4 separate regions of the Mus musculus genome follow, and regions 2, 3 and 4 are each linked to region 1. A link is a contact called in public Hi-C and HiChIP or PLAC-seq data. All regions are on one chromosome and are shown on one strand. The core of a region is the stretch at or near the end of the contact, and the rest is flanking DNA. Distances in the headings are between cores, read along the strand shown.

Evidence for each region. Hi-C and Micro-C count contacts between places; a contact is called where the count stands out from the background. HiChIP or PLAC-seq counts read pairs in DNA pulled down with a chosen protein or histone mark.
Region 2: a contact with region 1 is called in a FOXA1 HiChIP or PLAC-seq map of pancreatic cancer cells. The contact joins two enhancer-like sites. A contact is called at or near these places in 13 of 484 Hi-C or Micro-C datasets (the C2C12 cell line, adipose-derived mesenchymal stem cells, bone marrow-derived macrophages and 5 more) and 2 of 115 datasets of contacts at active chromatin or transcription factors (extraembryonic endoderm stem cells and pancreatic cancer cells).
Region 3: an HNF4G HiChIP or PLAC-seq map of pancreatic cancer cells shows a contact between it and region 1. The contact joins the promoter of B930095G15Rik here to the enhancer-like site in region 1. A contact is called at or near these places in 4 of 484 Hi-C or Micro-C datasets (the AML12 cell line, embryonic fibroblasts and stem cell-derived neurons), 3 of 115 datasets of contacts at active chromatin or transcription factors (fibro-adipogenic progenitors, pancreatic cancer cells and vascular smooth muscle cells) and 2 of 9 other capture datasets (embryonic stem cells and pancreatic islet).
Region 4: a contact with region 1 is called in a Hi-C map of forebrain, with 2.4 times the contacts expected there. The contact joins two enhancer-like sites. A contact is called at or near these places in 1 of 15 datasets of contacts at CTCF or cohesin (the NIH/3T3 cell line), 6 of 484 Hi-C or Micro-C datasets (adipose-derived mesenchymal stem cells, embryonic stem cells, forebrain and 3 more), 7 of 115 datasets of contacts at active chromatin or transcription factors (the NIH/3T3 cell line, T-cell acute lymphoblastic leukemia, bone marrow-derived dendritic cells and 4 more) and 1 of 9 other capture datasets (embryonic stem cells).

Annotation. Positions count from the first base shown.
Region 1 is chr14:121,051,752-121,054,891 of GRCm38.p6, forward strand. The region is part of intron 1 of Farp1 (FERM, RhoGEF (Arhgef) and pleckstrin domain protein 1 (chondrocyte-derived)); the gene reads left to right. Among named protein-coding and RNA genes, the nearest start is that of Farp1, 18 kb to the left of the region's middle. Within about 2 kb of position 1,415, at least 136 of the 459 cell types and tissues checked have an H3K27ac peak or open chromatin away from gene starts, as enhancers often do. A contact at or near this core is called in T-cell acute lymphoblastic leukemia, forebrain, liver and 2 more, where this site is marked.
Region 2 is chr14:120,830,558-120,833,697 of GRCm38.p6, forward strand. No RefSeq gene overlaps it. Among named protein-coding and RNA genes, the nearest start is that of Gm33173, 16 kb to the right of the region's middle. Within about 2 kb of position 1,519, at least 277 of the 459 cell types and tissues checked have an H3K27ac peak or open chromatin away from gene starts, as enhancers often do. A contact at or near this core is called in liver and pancreatic cancer cells, where this site is marked.
Region 3 is chr14:121,247,165-121,250,304 of GRCm38.p6, forward strand. B930095G15Rik (RIKEN cDNA B930095G15 gene) reads left to right here and starts at 1,542. Exons shown (of 1, transcript NR_155502.1): 1 at 1,542-3,140. The region is part of intron 13 of Farp1 (FERM, RhoGEF (Arhgef) and pleckstrin domain protein 1 (chondrocyte-derived)); the gene reads left to right.
Region 4 is chr14:121,197,592-121,200,731 of GRCm38.p6, forward strand. The region is part of intron 2 of Farp1 (FERM, RhoGEF (Arhgef) and pleckstrin domain protein 1 (chondrocyte-derived)); the gene reads left to right. Among named protein-coding and RNA genes, the nearest start is that of B930095G15Rik, 50 kb to the right of the region's middle. Within about 2 kb of position 1,555, at least 108 of the 459 cell types and tissues checked have an H3K27ac peak or open chromatin away from gene starts, as enhancers often do. A contact at or near this core is called in T-cell acute lymphoblastic leukemia, forebrain and muscle stem cells, where this site is marked.

The sequences.
Region 1 (3,140 bases), core at 165-2,664:
AGGTTTCACTATGTAGCCTTTACTGGTCTGGAACCACTGAAAAATTTTGAAGACTTGGGCTTCTTGGAGAGGTCCTCATCTCACCTTAGAGGGCTGGGCTGAGCCATCAAGTGTGATGACATACTTTTGCATATGGAGGGAGCATGGTATTGCAAACTTATCCCTCTGTACCATTGGAACTGACATCCCTCCTCCTCCTCCTCCTCCTCCTCCTCCTCCTTCTCCTCCTCCTGTTCCTCCTCCTTCTCCTTCTCCTCCTCCTGCTCCTCCTCCTCCTCTTCCTCCTCCTGCTCCTCCTCCTTCTCCTTCTCCTCCTCCTCCTCCTGCTCCTCCTCCTCCTGCTCCTCCTGCTCCTCCTCCTCCTCCTCCTCCTGCTCCTCCTTCTCCTCCTCCTCCTCCTCCTCCTCCTTCTCCTCCTCCTGCTCCTCCTCCTTCTCCTCCTCCTGCTCCTCCTCCTCCTCCTCTTCCTCCTCCTGCTCCTCCTCCTTCTCCTCCTCCTCCTCCTCCTCCTCCTCCTCCTCCTTCTCCTCCTTCTTCCTCTTGTTCAAGCATGCTTGGGGGAGGGGTAGAGTCTTCGTCAGGTGGTTAGGTCAAGGAATTCTCTGTGTGGCTTGGAAATTGAGGGGTGTAAAATTTCCATCCATGAAGTGGGATGTGCCGACTTCTGAGGTGGAGAGTGATCCCTAAGTCTGAAGCGGGGGCTCAGGTACATCCAGAATAGCAATTCCCAAGTCACACTGTGTCTCCCTAAGTAAGAACATGAGATCCAGAGCTGAGCGGTAAGATGACACCCTTGTGTCACCACACCTGGCTCTGTTGTTCGAGATAGGGTCTCCTTATGTAGCCTGGGCTGGCCTCAACTCTGTCATCCTCCTGCCTCAGCTTCCTAAATTGCTGGGATTGCAGGTGTGTGTTACCACACCAGACTCAGTTATTTCTTTTTAAATGCAAAACCAATAAAGCCACTGTGAAATGATTAAAAAGATGAAGTAATCAGGCAGGGTGCACAGTCGCACCGAGCTCTGAGCCCAGACTGCTTTCTCCTTCCTGCCTGCCTTATTTAACTTCTTTCCTTAAAGTTTTAAAAATAGATGATGTCTCTTTTTATTTTTTATTTTTATGAGTAGCTTTAGGTTCACAGAGGAATGGAGCAGAAGTTAGTTCCCATATCTGCTCTCCACCTCCTTATTATAAACATCCTGCACTCTCCTTAATTAATTTTTTTTACAGTGTTTCCTTTTTCAGTTATAATCTAGTCTACATACGTTTTGTGGCTTTCTTTCCCCCAGTAATCTTGCTTCAGTAATCCTTAAACCAACACGATTAAGGTCAAAGGTCTCTTCAGGTCATTTCCTGTTGACCTTTACTCAGAGGAATTTGGCTGTGTTCATGTGATGGGGAGGGTGGCTTGCTTTGTGATATTTATCCTGTAGAGATTCCCAGGGTGAGTTTAGAAGCGCTGAGGGCCCTGGAGGGCTTGGCCCCTCCCATCTCTTTTATCCTTGGCTTCTTTCCCCTCAGAAGCTTTTGGTGGTGGGGTGGGGGTTGGGTTTCACTTTCTGTCAAGAGTTCTGCCTTCTCTGAAGTTAAGAGTCCAAGCAGGAATGTTTTTTCAGCAGTCTTAAATGTGAAAGCTTGCCTAGGTCAGAGCCATGCCTGACCAATGCTCTTGTGGGCTCTGCCTGCTCGCCCGCCGGTGGGTGGGGGTGGGAGTGGGTATGGCTGGGCAGCTTTGGGCATGGGGACTGCTCTCTCAGAGGTGTCAGCAAGTGTATCTTCCCTGTGTTCTAGGAGATGGTATACTACCTTTTGTGCATTAGAAGGAAAAAGAACCCCAAGTCTCTCAGACCTGAGCTGATCTCCTAGCTGCTTGGCCACAGTTCATGAAAGCCTTGGATGTGGTGTCTTACTGGTGGCGGCAGATCTGCATTTATTCATGCTCTAAACCTTCCCAGTGTGTGTGTGTGTGTGTGTGTGTGTGTGTGTGTCTGTCTGTCTGTCCATGTGTGTGTCTGTGTGCTGTGCGTGCTTCTGACATGTTTCTCTTAATGGCAGATGCCAGGTTGGTGTCTGGCAAAGTTAGGAGTGCTTTAGCAATGCTCTTGCAGGCTGGGAGAGCTTAAAAACAAACCCCCTTTCAGACCGAGAAGAAGAAAATGCTTGTTTGGTGCTATGATATCATACATTAGTAACTTAGAAATTAAACTTAGCGTGACCTCTCTAAACACCAATGATTATGGTCTTTGGCTTAATTCAGAGTAAATTGCCAGATTGTGGGCTACTTTCATGAGTCATTCTGCTGCAGGAGCCCCAGTAGGTACCCAGGTAGGGAATGGCACCTTCAGAACATTGAAATTAATAGGTAGGCAGGAGGGCCAGAGAGCTCAGGGAATCAGTGAGTGTGTGTGCGTGTGTGTTCGAGTGTGTGCATGTGTGTGCATGTATGTGCGTGTGCATGCATGTGCCAGTTGGCTGGCCAGATAGAAGAGTTTGTTGGAGCCACATTGAGCACCTGGACTGTGTCTGCCTGGCAGGCGCTGGGCAGTGTTTCTGGAACTCATTTGTGGGAGAGGAGTTGGGAGCCCTTTTTTTTCTAGATGGAAAGATTGGGGCGTCTGGATACCTTCTGCAGATGTGCACAAGAAAAGATGTGGTTATCCTTGAATGAATCTGGAGGTTTAAGACTTGTACTTTGTATTTGATTAAACAACAAAGTATCACATCTGTGGCTGCCTGCTTGTGTCCGACCTCCTGCTGTGGACTCTCTGAAAGCTTTATTGCTCTTTTAGAGAACTTAGATTTTTGTTTAATAGGAAACAAGCTCCCACCAAACAGTTTTATGTCCTTTCTCTGCGCTCTGACCATTTGTCTGAGAGGAAGGAGTCTAGAGCTATGATCTGGGCCAGGGGCTTGTCAGAATTGTCCCCAGTGCAGGACGCTATTATTGCTTCCTTGCTGCCCTGGGTCTCAAAAGTACTAGAAACTTGGTATCCTTGAAAGTGTTAGTGTTGGGGTTTGTTTTAGAGTTTTTCTTTAAAATTTTGCAGTTCTATAATTTGGCATGCATTGTGTGTGTGTGTGTGTGTGTGTGTGTGTGTGTGTGTTTGCTGAGTGTGTGGAAGGTCAGGTGACAACCTGTG
Region 2 (3,140 bases), core at 269-2,768, 220 kb before region 1:
TGGTTCTCTATGATAGGCGGGGGCGGGGCTACGCTACAGAGCTGGTTCTCTATGATAGGCTGGGCGGGGCAACGCTCCAGAGCTGGTTCTCTATGATAGGCGGGGGCGGGGCGATGCTACAGAGCTGGTTCTCTATGATAGGCAGGGGCGGGGCAACGCTCCAGAGCTGGTTCTCTATGATAGGCGGAGGCGGGGCAACGCTACAGAGCTGGTTCTCTCGACGTTCATGCGTACTGGGAATGGAGCCATAGCACCATGCCTGCACAACACACACTTTTGCACACTGGGCTATCTCACTGTCCACCCCCCCCCCAAGACATCTCATTCCCCCCCACTAAGCTATCTCACTGCCCCCCTTACTGAGTTATCTATCTCACTGTTTCCCCCACTGAGCTATCTCACTGTCCCCACTGAGACATCTCACTATCCCCACTGAGTCATCTCACTGCCCCCCACTCAGCTATCTTAATGTCCCCCCACTGAGCTATCTCATTGTCCCCCCACTTGGCATTTATAATTGGACCAAGTTTTAGGCATCCCCAGAAGTTTTATTACACTGATTATTTCAGTGCAAATCAGGACAAAGTATTGACACCTCTCAGGTTGTTTAATTAAACTATGATTATTTTAAATGAACAACCGATAGTCTCTCTACAATGTGCCATTCTTCTAGGTAACGAGGACAGTGTTGATCATCAACAGCAGACAGCACATGGGACTTGCTAGTGGTGTTCAGAGCGGGCAGCTTTCTCCCAGCAATGCTAACCCAAGGTCGAGTTCACTAATTAGCCACTGAGGTACACTTTGCTACAATATCGATTCCAGGCCTTTTCCTTCAACAGACACCCAATTAAATTGTCTTGGTCAAAACAGAAGTAATTGAGACTCCCAGAACAGCTGTAAAGATCAGGTGGGGTAGAGAGAATCCCTTTAGCTCAGACAATAAACCCTGCAGCTCAGCACACGGCCTCGGGTCCTGCTACCCCATTCCCCGGCTCTCAGAAGGAAACGTCTCCAAGCTGGTCTTACTCACAGGCTTCACTCCACTGCATATGCAAAACTTGCTAAGAGACTAAGTGTTCTTGTGAAGAAGGAAAAAAAAGGAGGTATGTGAGGTGACAAATATGCTAACTAACTTGGAATCATCATCTCACAACTTGCAGTTTGTCCTGTACATTGTAAGAAAGCTTGGGGGAAATACGCTAGATTAAAAGGGGCATTCATAGTACTGATATTTGACAAAGCCACTTAGATACGCTTTTCTCGAACGAGTCCTAAGGCGTGCCACTTGTTCCTGAACAGTGTGTGTGCATTACAACAATCCAGTTTGACACTCCCTGAGTTCTGTATCTTATTGGTCGGTATTTGTGATTTGTAGCTCAAAGCTTTGTGCATCACAGGTTATGCACACAGCGTCCACGAGAGGGCGATATAGCCTCGCTTTTAAGTCCTACACCGTCAGCGCAAGCGCGGCAAGAGTTCGCGAGCTAGGGGAAATCATTACCAACTTCCTTTCCACGGTGAAGTCAGTGACCCTTCTGTCACTTGGCAAAGCAAGCCAGGCAGCGAGCCTCGAAAGGCCGTCCTTTAAGTTAATGATTTATTGATTTTGCTGCCTGGTTTTGCTTTCACTGAGCCGGAGAGAAGGGGGTTGTCTTTTTAAACGTTCGTAGCTTGTTTGCTAGAATTCTAAACAGAAAGCTAAGCCTTCCTAGTGTGTTGGAATGCTCCATGTATGCAGTGGCTTTGTGGATGCTGACTGAGGACCTGCCCCCTAGCTGTTTAGTTCAATGAGAAGAAAGCAGGAAGACCAGAGATAATATAAGCGACCCAGCTGCCCTAGGGTTGCATTAGACCCAGCCCTTGACCAGAGCCTGGCCTCAACTTCTCAGCGTGGGTTTGCACAAACCACAAGTGAGGCCAGCTGCTCAGAGAATGAGTCAGCCCCCAGAATTCCATATGCAAATAAAGACAGAGCCGTTCCCCCAGACGCCTGGATGAGTTCCTGGAAGATCAGAATGCTTGGCAGTTCCCACTGAAGGTTTGAAGCCGCTGGCTGACTTCTTCTGCACATGAGATCTGACTCCTAGCATCGTTTGCACCCTGGAGACCAGGAAAGACCATACTGCAATGTGCTATGTGTCCATGTCAAGAGGTCTCTGGTTTTGTGCCTTTTTGCCCCATGATAGAAGTTGTTCTGTTTCAGAACAAGTGAGACGTCAAAATAAGAAAAGGGGTGGGTCTCACTGCAGATACTTCAGTCTTTAAGAGAAGAAATGGTTCCCTGTGGTTAGCAAAAGAGCAGAGCTCAGACTACCTCTGTTCAGAGCCTGAAGCACAAAGTTCTCCAGGGAGAAGAGGAGACCACACAGCCAACCCCAGGGTCTTCTTACCTCCTGGAATGGCCACTCTTCTGGATAGCTTTATGTCAACTTGACACACGCCAGAGTCATCTGAGAGGAGGGAACATCAATTAAGAAAATGCCTCCACACTGTAATTGGTAGGGGTGGCCCTAGCCTACAGTGGGTGATGCCATCTCTGGACTGGTGGTCATGGGTTCTATAAGAAAATAGACTGAGCAAGACAGACGAGGCAAACCATGCAGAGCAAACCAGTAAGCAGCACCCATCCGTGGCCTCTACATCAGTTCCTGCCGCCAGGTCCTTCTCCTAAGTCCTGTCCTGATTTTCTACAGTGATCTGGAAGTGTTAAGCTAAATAAGTCCTTCCTTCCCCAGCTTGCTTTTGGTCATGATATTTCATCACAGCAATAGAAACCCTAACTAAAGCAAGTTGGTATCAAGATGGTAGGGTATAGTAGGGTAGAGCTATGACAACCCTGACCATGTTATTTTGGGGAAGATTATGGAAGGACTTTGGAACTTGAGGCTAGAAAAGCCAGAGTGCTCAGTACCTGGTGAGTGTACTGTAGGAGCTTGGAAGATAAGAATGTTAAAAGCAGAACAGAAGATGGGGCCTAGGGGGGCGGAGATACGGCTCAGTGGTTAAGACTCTTCTTCTAGAGGTCCTGAGTTCAATTCCCAGCAACCACAAGGTGGCTCGAAATCACCTGTAATGGGATCCATTGCCCTCCTCTGGGGAGCATGAAGATGGTATACTCATAAATATTTTTTTTTTAA
Region 3 (3,140 bases), core at 292-2,791, 200 kb after region 1:
GTGACGTTGAACTGAGGTGAGGAAGGCCAGTGTCACAGTTGGCTGTCAAAAACGCAAAGCAGAGACCAGAGGGCTTCCTGAGACCTCAGTCTATCCACTGCAGCATACATGCTTCGGGCCTCTGGACTGAAGGAGCCTGGGCCTTTGAGCCTTGCCTACTCGCTGCTGCTCTGCAAACAGTATCTCACGGCCAAGGGTGGGAGACAGAGAAACTCAGAGTTTAAAGCTCCTCGCGGATGCTCTAGGACCCCTTACATTGTGATGTTATGTTAGATTTTATTTTGAAATATATCTAGTGGTTCCCCATGTGGATCCTTGTTAAGAGCAAACTGAAAAGGCATGAAATTCCTTTAGCGTGAAGAAATGCACTTAATGAGTTCCAGAGCCCAATGTGAACGGCCTCAGCCCCTGAAACAGTCATCTGGATGCCATCGATGGTATTTTATTAGATAGGCATTTAATTAGAGGAAGCTTTTGGGCCAGATTCTTTCTTATATGTGTGATTCATATTCAGGAATTTCTTACACGGCCATCCCCCTCCCCACCCACCCCACCCCCGCTCTTTGGCCCTGCGCTTAAAATCTGAGTAGTAAGACTTTTTTCTCCTCAAGAACATCTTTGAAGATTTAAACCAAGTAATGAAAAAAAAAAAAAAAAAAGTCCAGGCCTGAAGAACCTAGATGCAGAGTCAGCCCCTGGCCTGCTGAGTCTTGGGGGGGGGGGGGGAGTTGGGGGGAGTTGACCTCAGAAGTCTCCCTGGTTGTACGTTGCCAAGCTTTTTGTAAAAGGAGGATTAAAATTCAGATAGGAAACATTTTTAACATTGGTGAATTGATGGTAAATGTGCTTAGAGGTTCGTTTTGTCCCCTTTTTCCCTTTTTATCTAGAGTCCCTGACCACAGGAGTTCAGTCTGCTTTCTCCCCGTACAGTGCTTTCTGCCCTCTCTGAGCAGCGCTGTGCTTGCCACAGGCGCAGCCCTTATTGAATGAGCCTCAGAGGTACAGGTGGACCCAGCCTGCAGTTAGTCAGTCAGGCTTGGTTTGACTCTGTGTGCCTCTGTCTTGATCGCTTGGCTTTGCCTGAGCCCTTTACGTGGGTTTAGCTAGAATTTCCATAGCCACTGTGGTTATAACTCCCATGGCAAGCTGTTTCCTGCTCCTCTCTCCCATCCGAACCCATTGCTCCTCCGTGTTCCTCCAAGGTTTCCCTCCATCACATTGCACGGCTCAGGTCTGTTCTGCTGTCGCTGAATTCTGCAATGAAGTGCAAGAGTTTCTTTAAACGCAAGGAACAGACTGTAGCTTCATGCTGGCCAAACAAACACACAGGAGGGAAAGCCTGTGTTGGGAACAAGATTTTAAAAGGGGGTGGGGCCAAAGAACTGATTGGCACTGCTTTTTCCTTTGGTTTAATCCACCCCTTTCCCATGTGATGAGCTGAAACTTAAAACAGGAAATGAACTCACTGGAGGCACCAGGTACTGGGTGTTAACACAAAGGCCTGGCATTCAGGCCAAAATTAGCATGCCTCTTAATATCATTTTTTTTTTTTTTTTTTTTTTTTTTACGAAAGAGGTACTAATGAAAAGCATTTAAAAAAAAATTCCATAATGATTCAGATGTGGAGTCAGCTTAAATCAAAGATCCACGTGGTCTGGTTGCCACCAATTGGACAGAAAGCTGTGTGGTTCTCCCTTTTAGTAGCCTAGATACATACTTCCGAGTATGTCTCCTGGGAGCAGAGTTGAAAGTGTGGGTTTATGTTAACCGGCTGTGGCAGGGACAAGGAAAGGGGTAGGTCTGTTGGAAAAAGGTCTTCATGAAGTGAAGAGCGTAGCACTCTCAGAAACCTCTCACCCAGAGACGTGTTGCTCTCCAAGAAAACAATGGAATGCCCGACCAGAAAGAAGCTAGGGAAGCGCTTAAAACTCTCAGAGAGAGAGAGAGAGAGAGAGAGAGAGAGAGAGAGAGAGAGCTCTCCACACAGCCTTGGCTTTGCTTGGTTCTCCATTGAGGTTTTCTTGGGTGACTCTGTTGAGCCCATGATGGCCACTGGGCACAGCCCGGAAGGGGGCTCCCCTGCATGTTTGTGGCTCTGGTATTAGATGGCAGCTTCGCATGCAAGGCAGCACCTGTCCTTCTTCCTAAGGACTCTGGGCCAGGTTAGCTGCTCTGCGATGTCTCCAGATGACAGTTGTTGGTATGGAAAACCTGCCCCTATAGTGGTTGGGATAGAGTTCGAAAGGTCACGTCAGCAAAGCAAAGGTTGGTGCTGCGCCTGTGTGCACTGGTGCCAGGCAGCACTGCAGCCCCCTGGGCTGGTTCAGAATATTCAACAGTGGTGGGAAATGGCAGAAGACAAAGGCCCTTACAGAGTCTGGAGGTGGGAATGGGGCATGCAGGGTTCTGGCCGGTCTGTCATCCCTGGTGATGAGCGTCTGTCTCACGCAGCTGCACCCCCAGCTCCCTTTCCCCTGGCTTCCAGTGTGAGAAGCAAGACCTTGACCCTCTGCCTGCAATGCTACAGAAAGACCACACTTAGCTCTTCAGTTACCAAGAATGCCCGCTCTCTCCAGGAGCATCTAGAGGGCTTGAAGGGTCATCAACCCCTTGCTCTCACCTCTTCCTGCCTTGGAAAATTGCTGCAAACCTCACTAACCGAATCTCACCAGCCCAGCCCATGTTTTTAACACAATTTCCTCCTGTTCTCTCTGTGTGTGCATTTAATCCTTGAGGTAATAATGTGTTGTATTAAAATTTTCTGATGCACTGAATTAATTCTCAAGTAGAAAAGGCTGGGGACTTCATTCTCATTTCTGTCATTTGTTTAATAAATTTAAGAAACATTCTTTCCATTGTTCCACTGTATACCGTTTTGTCAGCATGTACCTACCTGGGAGAAGACGCTCTGTTTTGAACATTCTGTCTTGATCCTTGGAGCATGGCATACCTTCTGTCCCCTGCACTGTTGGAACGCTGTTTGATGTCTTTTCAACCCAAAACCTTGCCTAAATACCAATTTGTACCTGGAATACCCTTTGTAGAACACAGCAGTCGCTCACCCAGCGGCACTTTGACAGACCGAATCATGGCCACCCAGGCGCCGGGAGAAGTGTACACTTGGCTTTTGTGGCCTCATC
Region 4 (3,140 bases), core at 305-2,804, 150 kb after region 1:
GTATATCTAGATTTGTGTCAAGTTGACAAGAACTAACCAGCCCTGGTTTGCTTGTTCAAGTACATACTGAAAGCAATAGGTTAATCAGTCATATCTAGTAATATAAAATCTTTCCCCAAAAGAAAGGGGAAAGATTTTATGATAACTCACATACTCAAGAATTACTTCCATCAAATCAGACAGTGACATGGGTTTTTTACCCACGTTCTATGCATATGAGGTCCCCTCCTAGATTCATCTGGGATTATACCTATGTCCAATATTCAGATTCAAAGCAGTGAGATTTGTTTTATAATGGATCTGGCTACATAACCCAGACTGGCCTCAAATTTGCAATCCTCCTGCCTCAGATTCCTCTGAGAGCTGCCATTGCAGGCATGTAGTGATTTAGTTATTTTAATTTTTAAAAATTTATGTTCATGTGTATGAAAAAATAGATGCCATGTGAATGTGGGTGAATGCTGGGAACTGAACCTGGAACCCTCTGGAAGAACAAAAAGTACTGACAATTAATATTATATCATCTCTCCAGACTCCAACTTATGTGATTTTTTAAAAAAAAAACATTTTTTATGTAATTTTAAATTGAGGAGACTTTGCATAAAAAGGACTTTAAAGCCCTTTCTCAGGGTTGAGAAATATGTTCCTGTTCTCTCCACTGAGCAGTTAGAAACCTGCAGAGCCACAGCCGTAGAGCCACTGTCACAGATTCCTCTGTGGACAGAGGACTCCGACTTCAGAGATTGACTCCCGGGGGGAAGCTGGAAGCCAAGGTCACGTGGCTGCATGTGAAGGAAGATGAGAACCCAGCAGCATCGCCGGCCGTTGGCACTACAAAGCCCTCCCTTCTGCTCAGATAGTCACTTTGCCCCTTTCTTCAGAACAGTGATTTTTTTTTTTGAACGTCATGTAATATCAGGTGTTACACCCTCACCCCCAAACCTCCCAACTCCTGAGAAAACCCGGGTTCTGAGGCTAAGGTGCATTTTGTGGCTTAGACCACTGGACTGGAAGAGACTAGGTAGACCCTAAGAAACAGGCACGAGGTTTTCTGGCTGGAACGCCTATTCTTCAGTGGCTGCAACCCGGTTTTTCCTTGTCTTGTTCATTCTTGATGTGCTATTTTGTTCCCTTGCCTGTTAGATGAAAGCTTTAGATCTTTTGATATTAATGAAATTTAGAATTTCTTACTACTACAAGGACTAGTCTCTCATGTCAGGAGCAGACTAAAAACCCCACCCCCGCCCCCCAAAAGACTGGATGTTCTCTCTGAACCACTTCTTACACGTGTTTTCCAGAGAGCAGCAGAAATCCCCCACACCTACACACACACACACACACACACACACACACACACACACACACACACACACACACACACCGTGTGCCCAACCCTGGAATTCAGGAAGAAGGGAGTTCTGTGCTCAGGACACTGGTTACATGGTCCATGAATTACAGCGTGGCTGAAAGGACCCATTCTCTCCTGTCCTGGACGCTGGGGCTCCCTGAAACCCAATCTGATGTGTGCTTAATGAGTGTTCCCAACACCAAGGCTCAGTGCCGAGGGAAACAAGGAGACAGTGTGTCCTTACAGGCAGCATGGCCACCCATGCTTCCGCACAGGGCAGAATGGCAGCGTTTGTGTGTAGACTCACGGGCAGGCCTAAACATTTAGCTAAATCCTCCCAGAATGAAAGCTTTGTTCCAGCTCCCGAGAGCTGAGGTGTAAAGTTTTACTTCCTGTCTGTGGTGATCACGCTGTTTCCTGTCCAGGGTACCAGACAGCTCTTCACTTCTCGAGTTATTCACCATCGTTTTATCCCCTCTGAAGCACCATGGTTGTCATTACCATGGCGGAGACTTGATAGAGTTTACTGTACTGTGCTTGCCCCTCTAGTATTTTGGAGTATCCCGAGTCCTCAGCCCTGTGGAGGAGGTCCGTCATAGTGTCCCTGTCACAGAAGTGGAAATTAAGGTGCAGATGAGCACAGCCATGTTACTGTTCACGGTGCTGCCTTCTGTGTTGAAGTGGCCTAGTGTGCAGCACAGATGAGGTTCGTATGTGGATACTTATTGATGTCAAGTATCTAACTGCACAGGAGATATTCCCTACAGGGAAAACTGCAGTCAACCCCTGTCATGATTTGAAATAGATAGCTATGCACCATATAATGTCATCCTGTCCACTGTGAACTGCCAGCCACCATGGTGGCCCCAGGGGATGATAGTGGAGCTGAAGAATTCCTGGAGCCTTTGGACAGGATAGCCACAATACTGCCCCCATGGACTGTGACAATGCTGGTGTAAACTACGGCAGCCATGCGAAAGCATATCACAGGCATTGTGCACAGTGTGTAGTGCTAGCGATAACCAGAGACCATGGTCCCCTGCGCCTATGCTGTGTGTCTTTGGCAGTGGGCCAAATAGATGCAGATATACACCATGTGATACGGTGTTCATAGTGTGGTATGCCATGGGGTGTGTCATTCAGGCTAGAGAAGTTCACTGTGACGTTTTGTGACCATATCACAGCTGCCAAGACATGCTCTGGGGACTTCTCCTCAAGCGGTCAGCATAGTATACTCTTGAAGTACGTTTTGAAAACCCTGAGCCGTTTTGAACTTTGCAAGCTGTCTTTCCATTTTTTTTTCTTCCTCTTAAAGTTTCTGCCCTGAGATCAGCTTCCCCCATTCATTCTGAGATGCTCCGTGGGTCTTTACAGGTGGGAAACATAAAGTTTTTGTTCCCTGTGTTTCCTTTCCTATTAGAATTTCATCCTCCTTGGTCCCTGGTGTGGAGCTCGGATTCAGATCTCAGAGGTGTTGTGGAAGATCTGCAGTCTAACCCTGCCCCGAGTTCCTTTCTTACGTGTTGCTGCCAGTCCCCAGCATCACCCTCCCCCGTCACCCTCCCCTCTAACTCTTACAGCTAAGATTTTACTTCTCCCTCACCATGTTTAGTCCTAAGAACTCTCACACATTTACCAAATATCCATCCTCCTCCACAGCCTCCTGGGTTTAGCTGTGTCGCTTTGTAAATTACAGGCTCTCGGGTACCGGAATACACAAGCTTTAAGAGAATTTTACCTCACCCTTTGCTACTGGAGTACAGCCTCGTCTATTGCTGACCTCAAATGAGTC